2 separate regions of the Gossypium raimondii genome follow, and region 1 is linked to region 2. Evidence: chromatin contacts called from public Hi-C data. All regions are on one chromosome and are shown on one strand. Each heading gives the region's core, a stretch centred on a gene start, on an enhancer-like site or on the middle of the called end of the contact. The rest is flanking DNA. Distances are from core to core; before and after follow the strand shown.

Region 1 (5,001 bases), core at 877-3,376, 130 kb before region 2:
ATTTTTAAGAGTGTTATGTACACTAAGGATGTGGAATGGAGAGGGGGAGGAGGAAAAAATAAAATATACGAATGATTCGTGTATAATTGGCTATATGCTCGTTTATAATCGATAGACGCCGAATTGAATAGTAAATTCGTATCGGTATTGAATTTATTAATAGCAATTGTTAAAATTTTGAATAATATGTTAGTACTAAAAAAATAAAGTAAAAATCAATATTGAATTGTTTATGAGTTGAATGGGAATTATTATTGATATGATTTGAATTAAAAGAATTATTGTGGTATTGAAATGCAAATTGGATTGAGAAATTAATTTGAATTGTGAACACGAAGAGTTATGAATTGAATGAAATTGAAATAAAACATTGAATTGTTATTGCTTGTGAATTAGTCATTTTGGTACATAGATAATGTTGGATGATAATCATGCTTTGTGAAATATCTGTAGTCATAAGGATGATTATAAAGTATCTTGTTATTAGAATCATTTGGTAATGAGATGTTATAAAATTGTGAGATTTAATGGTTGATATGAATTTTAAGGCTAATTTACTAGTCGACTAAAGGAGAAATGAGTTTGTTGATGGTTGCATGATACTGAAATTTTGGCATATGCTCAAGATATGTAATGTAGTAATATGTGAAATTAATATGAAGAGATTTATGATTGTTATTAGTGTTGATTTTGGCATAATGTGGATTATTCAAGGTTGAAATGATTTAATGGATAAATTGAGTATATGAATGAGTTTGTATCGAGTCTTATAGGCTCTATTTATTATGAATACAATATTTCGAGGATAGGTTGTAAAGAATTATAAAAGCACGTTAATAATATAAAAAGTTTTAATTCGGATGAAATTTTGTAACTCGGTTTAATACGTATACAAGTGTATGTGTTTTAGTAATGCCTCATACCCTATTCCGGCATCGAATACGGGTAAGGGGTGTTACACTAGTGGCAGTGGAATGGTCAGAACAATTACCATTTGTTTATAAGATAATAATTAATTCACTAATAATGAACTCTTTTTTTTCTTATTTCATAAATAATTTTAAAAAATTATCATATATTTTTTAATATTTTATCATACACATACTATTTGTGGAGTGTGAAAACTATAGCATCAAATATTCATGGTGAATGTCAAGTTTAACGCGTTGCTTCTGTGTCCAATGTGAAATCAGAGTTTGGAAAAATGATTCAATTCCACATTACACACAATATAATACAAACAGGGCCAACCCTTATTTAAAGATTAATCAGACGTGCCAACCCAACACGGCTTAAATTTTTGTCAAGGAAGGAAAATAGGTTTAAATTTATATTTTTGTTGTACTTTATTTATATATTTGTATTATTATTTAAATTCTTAATTAAATTAGTGCCACACCAATTCAATTAAAAGAACTATTAAAATATTTTTCATATTTAAAATTAATTATATTATTATAAAAATATTTTTGTCTTATTTATATTTTAAATAAAATCAATAAACATTTTATATATATATAGTGAGATTCAAACCATTGTCACCCGCACTTATAAAATCTTAATTTTTCACATTGATTTAAACCACCTCAATTAAAATTTTGTTTTGATAACATTGTACATTTTAATTTTATTACACAGTTTTTCACTCGAGTATTACTTAGATTTTTCATCTAAATTATTTTTAATTTCGTACATACTACATATTTATTATTATCAAGTATTATTTTTAAACACAAAATAATATTTCACAAGTCTACTTTAAAAAGAAGCTTCTGGAGCAGATTTGTCAAACCCAAAACTTGTCCCATACGACACCAAACCAAAATCCCAAAAGTCAGATTTCCCCAGTTTTCAAATTTCTAATAGGTTCGCTATTGCTACTTATAATTCATTTGAAAGCATCTTAATTAGTATTCATTAATCCAAATTATAAAATTAAAATAATATATTCATATTAATAATTTCATTTGATACTAATAAAATTATAACATATTAATTTATCAGTAATAATTAAATATGTACTGTGTCCAAAGCCACGTGTTGGGTCACCCCTATTGACCCGTTCCGGCACCACCTCCTGTTTCCAAGTCAAAACCACCGGTCCTGACACAGCCCCTTTTATTAATCCATATTTCATGCCTTCACCAAAAATCCCTTTTAGACAAAAATGGCTAGACTCGCTTTTCTCTTCACCCTTACTTTCCTCCTCTTCACCTTCTCTCACGCCCGCTTCATCACATCTGAATCCCAACATGATGTCACCCCCGAAAAATCCGAATCCGAATCCGACCCCGAATCCGCCATCCTTCTCCCCAGCGAGAAACCCCACTTTGAACCCCCCAAATTACTCGACTTCAAGCACGATGATGATGCCTCCGGCGTCGCCTCCGTTCCTTTGACCAGGATCAGTTTTAACCCTGTCAACCGCCACTTCCCAAGGCGTCCCTTGATTCCGTTCCGTCACAAGCACAACTGCCGTTTCCATAAACGCTTCAGGCCTTTGAATCCACGCTTCCATCAGAAGCGCTTCATTTCTTACGGCAACGATATGATACTGTCCAACGAGAGAAGTTTTGACCCAGAGTCACGCGGTGTTGTTCGCCAGATCGAGGCCAGTTGGGGCAGTTTTGACGATGATGGCACCGAGTCTAAGCATCATGTAGGTTTTATGAAGCCAGACCACCATGACCACGAACACCATGATGAAGACCATGACCACGAGCACCATGATGAAGACCATGACCAGGAGCACCATGATGAAGACCATGACCACGAGCACCATGATGAAGACCATGACCACGAACACCATGATGAAGAGGATCATGAGGAAGAGCATCACCACCACCACCACCACCACCATCATCACCACCGCCATCATCACCATGGAGAGGAAGAAAGGGATGAGACAGAGGAGCACGAGGGCGGGTTCATGGAGAAGTTCCGGAAGTATTTTATTCATTTTTGAATATACCCTGCACGTTATCTAAAATGATCATAGTGATCTAGTGTTGCATCTATCTATATGTTTATTTGGGTAATTTTCACTTTCTAGTCACCAGCCCTTAGGGTATGCGTGCATATTACTATTTAGTGTGCCTTACTATGGGTTGTAAATAAGATTGCACTCGTTTGAGATGAACCATATGATGTTCCTTGTATTATAGTAACTGCGCTGTGAGATTTCATATTGCCAGATCACTGGTTTTGTTGTTCTGTTTTTCATGAATTTTTTTACTTGTTGCAATGGAAAGGTTTAACGTGAATATTAAAGAAAAAAAAAAGAGACATAAAAGGGTTAAAATCAGAGTAGAAAACTATATTTTATAACATGAATCTTAGGAATGGCTGGCGCATGAACCACTCTGTTCTACGCTGGTGAGTTCAGCGCATGGCCGTGGGCTAACCTCGATTGCAGCCCCCCTTATGGCATTGCAGTTCCAGGAAGGAGGTCTTGGTCCAGTCGTGCCCTGGAGGGTAACGTTTGAAAGACAGATGCCGGTGAAAGTGGCATTCTCGATGCCATGCATCCAACCTGCTCGCTGGACATTCACACCCCAAATGTTCTTTAACATAAGGTCCTTGACATATGGGAGGGCGTTTGGGTTAAAATTGTTATCAGGGTGGTCGCCGGTGTCACCTGCTACTTTTATACCTGTTCTAACGTTTTCCATGAACAGTTCAGACACTGTGATGTTCTTTATAACCCCTCCCCTGCCGATGTTAGTCTTGATGTGAACACCAACTCCGGAGTTGTAAAGATTTATGTTCTCGGCCAACACATTCTCCACTCCTCCAGATGTTTCACTTCCCACTGCAACTCCAGCAAATGGGGTTGAACCTGTTACTCGCCGAACAGTGATGTAAGAACTGGGGCGTCCATAAGCAATCCCGTATTCATCCCATCCACTCTTCACTGCCACAAGGTCATCCCCGGTAGAAATGAACGAGTCTTCTATGCAGACATTGGAGCTTGAATCTGTACCAATGAGGCATTTAAGTATAATAATTAAAATCTCCAAGAAATTTCTCCATTCAAATAAACAGAAGAACACGGAAAAACTGATCCCTCACACAATATCACGGTGTTCATTCTTAATTACAGCATGGGAATCAATTAATGAACATAGCCATTTTTCAAGAAATTCCGACCGATAGCTTTTACAATATAAAATATATATATGCAGGGCAAGGAGCAAATGATAGACATCCCACTAGATTTCATTCAGATTTGAAAATTACACCTAATCAACCAAAAACAATTCCTTTCTTCACTTCCTTTTCCAACATTTGGGAAGAGGGTCATCAGAATCAATGTTGTCAAGGGCGCCAGGTGCACTCGAGGCACTAGGACCTCTATATAGCCTGAGGTGCAAGGCGCAAAAAAAGAGCTTGCCCGAGTAAAACGAGGCGTAACCATATAAAATATAAATATATATGTAAAATGTATATGTTTTATGAAAACATATGTAACTAATACGTATAATTAATAAGTTTTATGAGTTTTATACGCGGTTCAACATTATCAAAACTGCCTTAAGTGCTTGCTTGAGTGTGAATATCAAACCCTAAGAGGAATTCAACAAATAAAATTACTTCCGTTTTCTTTCTTTTACCTGGATCAATCCCATCAGTATTTGGGGAGTCAGGTGGAGCAAGGATGGTAACATATCGAATAACAACATCGCTGCAAAGAAGAAAAAGATATCTAAGTTAGGATTCTAAACATGCAATTCTTACTAAGTATAAAAATACAAGAACAGCCAACGAAGGTACACCAATTAACGTGATCATAATAGCAAATCCAATTACCAACTAATTAACTCTTGCTACAAACTATGCTATAGAAACACCTTTGGAGCACCCTGAAATGTGCATACCTGCTTTCCTTCAGCTCCTTTATTGTTAAATGTGACAACGTGCAAGGCTTGGAAATCACCATAAAGGAAGAGGAAATGTAATGAAATTGAAAAAGAAAAGGAAAACAATAATGATTCAATTTGT
Region 2 (4,990 bases), core at 1,454-3,953:
AAATAGGCAAATTATTCTCTATACATTAGATCAAAGATCAAATTGGTACTTACTGTTAAAAATTTAATTCGTTTATACTGTTAAAAACTAACGTGGTTGACAGAATAACCAAACAGTGACACATGACATGTCATATATGCCTCATGCTGATGTACATTGACCAAATTTTAACAGTAGAAATAAATGAAATTTTTAACAAAATGACCAAATTATTCTTTGATCTAATATATAATGATTAATTTGCCTAGTTTTTGAGTAGAGAGGACAAAATGCAATTCAACTCCTACTACAAGATATACTTTTACCAAAGATAAGTTGGTATTCTTAATTACACCTAAAAAACATTTAAACTCTTAATGATGTTTAACTAGTATATTGAGTGACTAAATCAATACTTCATTTAAAACAAAGAGTTTGTCAAAATTTGAGTGCATAACAATCTAACAAATTAGCTCTAATTGCCAGAAAAAAGAGACCAAATTGAAGTAAACTGTTTGTGGAATTGTATTAGTATAAGCTAACAATTTGTAGTCAAAGTATAACATGTTTGAATAAAAGGAGTAACTAATTTAATTAGGCATCTCTTGCCTATTAGTTAGGAAAGCAAATTTGAATTCTGTGCTTGCGTTGCGCAACAATACTATCCAAAGATATTTTTGTAGGCCATAAAAGCAAAGTTGGTGGTACTGTTTCGGGCTGACTGTGTCCCGTTCTTTACCAACAACAAAGCAAAGAAAGAGTTCCACTTATGGAAGATGGCCTATGCCTTCAATTTATAACCAACGTTAATGTTTTAACATGGATTTCGCCACGTCAAAGTGGGAACAAAATTGGTGGGGGGGGGGGGGCAGGTGTACTTAGGGAGGCTGATAAAAAACTAACTCACCCGGACAGCCGGTGACCGCGTTGCCTAGGTAGAACCATCAGAAGTGATAGAACCGTTGTTAGCCGGTAATTGCGGAGGCTTGCCTCTTTGACTTACATACCGTACGTCTCCACTGTCCACATCTCTTGGTTTTTTAAAACCTTCTTATGATATTAAAATAAAAAACTCTTTTTTACTTTTATGAAAGGGCAAAAGGAAAAGCAAGATGACAAAAATATTTTCGGCAACCCCAAAAAAAGAAAAAGGTTAATTTCCGGCGGAGACCGTTGATTGCTGTTGGGAATTAAGCGCTCTCTTTTTGACCTTTTAAATAAAATAACCAAATGAAAATGGACATCTTGCACGGTTGATTTTACAAAGGATTGTCATATTGCCTACCGGATGCCGTCGGTGGACTCCTAATTTCAGAAGAGAAAATAAAATGGGGTTGTCGGGTTTGGCGAATCCTAGTTACCATTATCAACAATTCCGGTTGATGCTGAGAAGTTCCCTCAATAATTAAAGCAATTATTCAAATTCCATGTCTTCTAAGCTTGTCAAAAAAAAAAATTCAAATTCCCTCTAATATTTAGATTTTAATTCTACATCCAATCGTCATAAAAACCTCAACCCCCCTTTTCTTTAGCTGGACAAAAAAATGGCTTTTAGTTGAGAATTTAGGGTTACATTTAACCCCCTTCATCAATAATATATAACATTTACATTTATCCATTAATAATGCATCTTTTTCTTTATGCTTTTCACATCAATTCATTCTCCAAACATATGTAGATTTGTGGTCAATAAATTATATCTTAAAATTATTGTTTATGATAATAATTATATATTTTTTTAAATTTATATATATTATATATGAATCAATATAATATATATAATATTAAAAAAAATAAAAGGGACATGTGGTATATTCTAATAGCATAACATGGCAAATCAATGCCTGATCAATTACCGTCAACAATTGGTCAATATCTACCAATGATCAATCAATACTCGTCAATAGTCGATCAACGTCGACCACCGTGACATTTTTTTTCATTGATCAAAGTGGCCTAACAAATATTTTTAACCAACATTACAAAATAGATAAATAAAATTAAGTACAAAATTGAGAAAATGAATATATTTTAAGAGATTTAAGTTAATATTTAATACAATTTAAAAAGAAAAAGAAAAGAAAATGTCTAAAATAATTAGGGTTAGATATGTGCTATAATTGGCCTAATCAAGCAGTGTGGCAGCACCTGTAAAAGATGATACAGGGTTTGCAATTTTCCCATACCTAATACGACAGGAGACGCAAACGGACAGGTCGCAGGCTGCAGAAGCCAGATGATTAATTTTAAAATAAAAATAAAAATAATTTGCATTAATTATGGGTGAACAAATTTCAAAACATAAACCAAGCAGCCAAGTTTTGCAAAATCCAATTATGCCCACCATTTGTAACCCAGGACAGGGTACCCTCTCACATGCGGTGCCCAACAGAGATTTAATGGAGTCGTAATAAACTTCATGCCTTAATTTCAGGGGCATTATTCCCAAGTTACAAACAATGTAAGTTTAGTGGAGTGGAGAAGGCATAAAAAGAAATTCTACAGAAGAGTAAAAATCAGAAATTAATTTTAATCATGTTTAGCAGCAGTTTCCCTGCCAAAAAGAACCATTAAATCCGCACCGACTCTACCCAGTAAAAGACTAAAAGCGCCAGGGACACCCACATGACTTTGTTCTTTCCCTTTCCCTCTCCTCCAATTATTATTAAAAACTACTTTCAATACCAATTTTTAACCTCTCTTGCTCTTCCTTCCCTCCACTCCACAATATATAGAGGCTTCAGCTCCTCTTCCAATTCCCAATCCCACTGCTCTTTCTCTCCTCACTTTCATTTCTATCACCTCTTTTAACTCATTCCATTTTTTTTACCTTTCTCTCTTACTAGACTGCATTTTTTGTGTTCGATACCAAATGGGTTTCTCTTTTTAGTTTTAGAAACTTGAAGGAAACCCCACTCTGCTGCAGAAAGAGATCTGTTTTTGTTTCAACTTGAAACTTGAATTGTGTCTTTTGATAAGTTTGAATGTACATGGAGAAGTTGATGAGGCTGATTGAAATGACTCCTTTACTTCTGCTGCTTTTTCTTCCTTCTGCTTTTGCTGGACATGACTATAACCAAGCTCTGAGCAAGAGCATTCTGTTCTTTGAAGCTCAGAGATCTGGTTACCTTCCTCATAACCAGAGAGTTACGTGGAGAGCCAATTCCGGCTTGAATGACGGCAAGGCCAGTGGGGTAAGTTAAAGTTCCACTCTCAACTTGAACTTCTTTTCTCGGTCAAAACGTCACTTTTGTTCTTTGACTTGCTTCATTTAGAATCGAAAATTATGGTATTTATGGTTGAAGTTGTTTTCCCAAATTCTCAAGGTGGATCTGGTTGGAGGGTACTACGATGCAGGGGACAATGTGAAGTTCGGACTGCCCATGGCATTCACCATAACAATGATGTCCTGGAGTATTATAGAGTACGGGAAACAAATGGGTGCCAATGGAGAGCTCGGCCATGCGATGGAAGCAGTCAAGTGGGGCACTGACTACCTCATTAAAGCTCATCCCGAACCTTATGTCCTTTATGGAGAGGTACTCTTCCCGACCTTCTTCCCTCCTCGTGTTTCTTGCCATTCTTAACACTCCATTATTTTGTCACTAATATGTCCAAATTTTTTTTTCAAATCTCATACTTGATAGCAACACTTGGCTACTAATAAAATATTAGTTTGAATTTAATACTGCTAAAACTCAAAAGGACTCAATTAAAAAATAATTAATTTTGGTGAGATCCATTTTAGGTGGGCGATGGTAACAGTGACCACTACTGTTGGCAAAGACCAGAGGATATGACCACCAACCGTCATGCTTACAAGATAGACCCAAGCAACCCTGGGTCGGATCTGGCAGGTGAAACTGCCGCCGCCATGGCTGCCGCCTCAATCGTCTTCCGCCGTTCCAACCCTGCATATTCCACCGAGCTTCTTCGCCATGCCCACCAGGTATACATTTACGCAGTCTGTCTTCTCGCGTTGCTGGGACCATTGGATCCGCCGATGCATGTTAGCTTACACTCTATACCTTTTTTTATCAGAAGATGATGGAAAAAATGGTTGTTATTACGCACTCTTTTGTCGGCCTCAATTTCGCAACTTGGGGGGCCCAACCCTAGTTTTCATTTAATAAAAACAACCACCTCTGTCTACTTCTTTCTTCCACCAAAATACTACCACTGTTTTGAGCCAGGAAAAATAAAAACCTTTTAACCCTTGTAGTAGCTATATTTTGGGTGAAACGGTGTCGTTCGCTAGATTCTTGTTAATGGTTCTAAATTGATCATGGGTGGAAGGGGTGGGTATAGTTAGATTCTATATCATTATCATCTCTATAAATTTGGCTTTAATTAAATTTTTTATTTTTTATTTTTTTAAAATCAAATAAATATTTATTATTTTCTATATTAAGCTTTTAAAAGTTTATATAAAAATAAAATAATATTTTTTTCTAATGGAACGGATTGACTCCAGTGGATTGATGTTCTAATTTTATGACTCCTGGTGATGAGAACGCTTAGCTTTGCTTTTGCCCCATCCATCACGGGTAATTAATCTTTTATGACCGTACAGATCTCTCGTACAAGCATATCTTAACCGTCCATTTATACCCAGTCATTTCGTTCCTCACATGCCAACCCTGTCGGTGCTCCTCCAGTTTAACTTACATCCCCAAATTACCCTTGCCTCTTTCCTCAAATTGCTTCACCTACCCTATCCATTCTCTTCAACAAAAATTTCAATAATTTTTACAATATAATTAATTTTAATTTTTGTTTTTGTTTTCAGCTATTCGAATTTGCTGATAAATACAGAGGTAAATACGACAGCAGCATCACAGTTGCCCAAAAATACTACCGATCCATCAGTGGCTACAATGTAAGCTTTTCTAAATTTTATCAAAGCAATCAATTTGAGCAATTTATAGTTTTAATGGCAGAAAATAGCATGTTTACTGGTACGGTTTATTAATTAAGTTGGAATGTTATCGTGTAGGACGAGTTGTTGTGG

The links. A called contact is a pair of places that touch in the nucleus more often than the background predicts.
Region 1: a contact with region 2 is called in a Hi-C map of leaf, with 3 times the contacts expected there. The contact joins the promoter of LOC105791355 here to the promoter of LOC105791350 in region 2. A contact is called at or near these places in 2 of 2 Hi-C or Micro-C datasets (both in leaf).

The regions. Positions count from the first base shown.
Region 1 is chr8:36,949,700-36,954,700 of ASM2569854v1, reverse strand. It overlaps LOC105791355, which reads left to right and starts at 2,126. Exons shown (of 1, transcript XM_012619394.2): 1 at 2,126-3,193. The coding sequence starts at 2,168. The coding sequence ends at 2,965. It overlaps LOC105791353 (probable polygalacturonase), which reads right to left. Exons shown (of 5, transcript XM_012619393.2): 4 at 4,614-4,684; 5 at 3,129-3,976. The coding sequence ends at 3,336.
Region 2 is chr8:36,815,768-36,820,757 of ASM2569854v1, reverse strand. LOC105791350 (endoglucanase 6) reads left to right here and starts at 2,703. Exons shown (of 9, transcript XM_012619390.2): 1 at 2,703-3,173; 2 at 3,306-3,518; 3 at 3,728-3,928; 4 at 4,769-4,858; 5 at 4,976-4,990. The coding sequence starts at 2,964.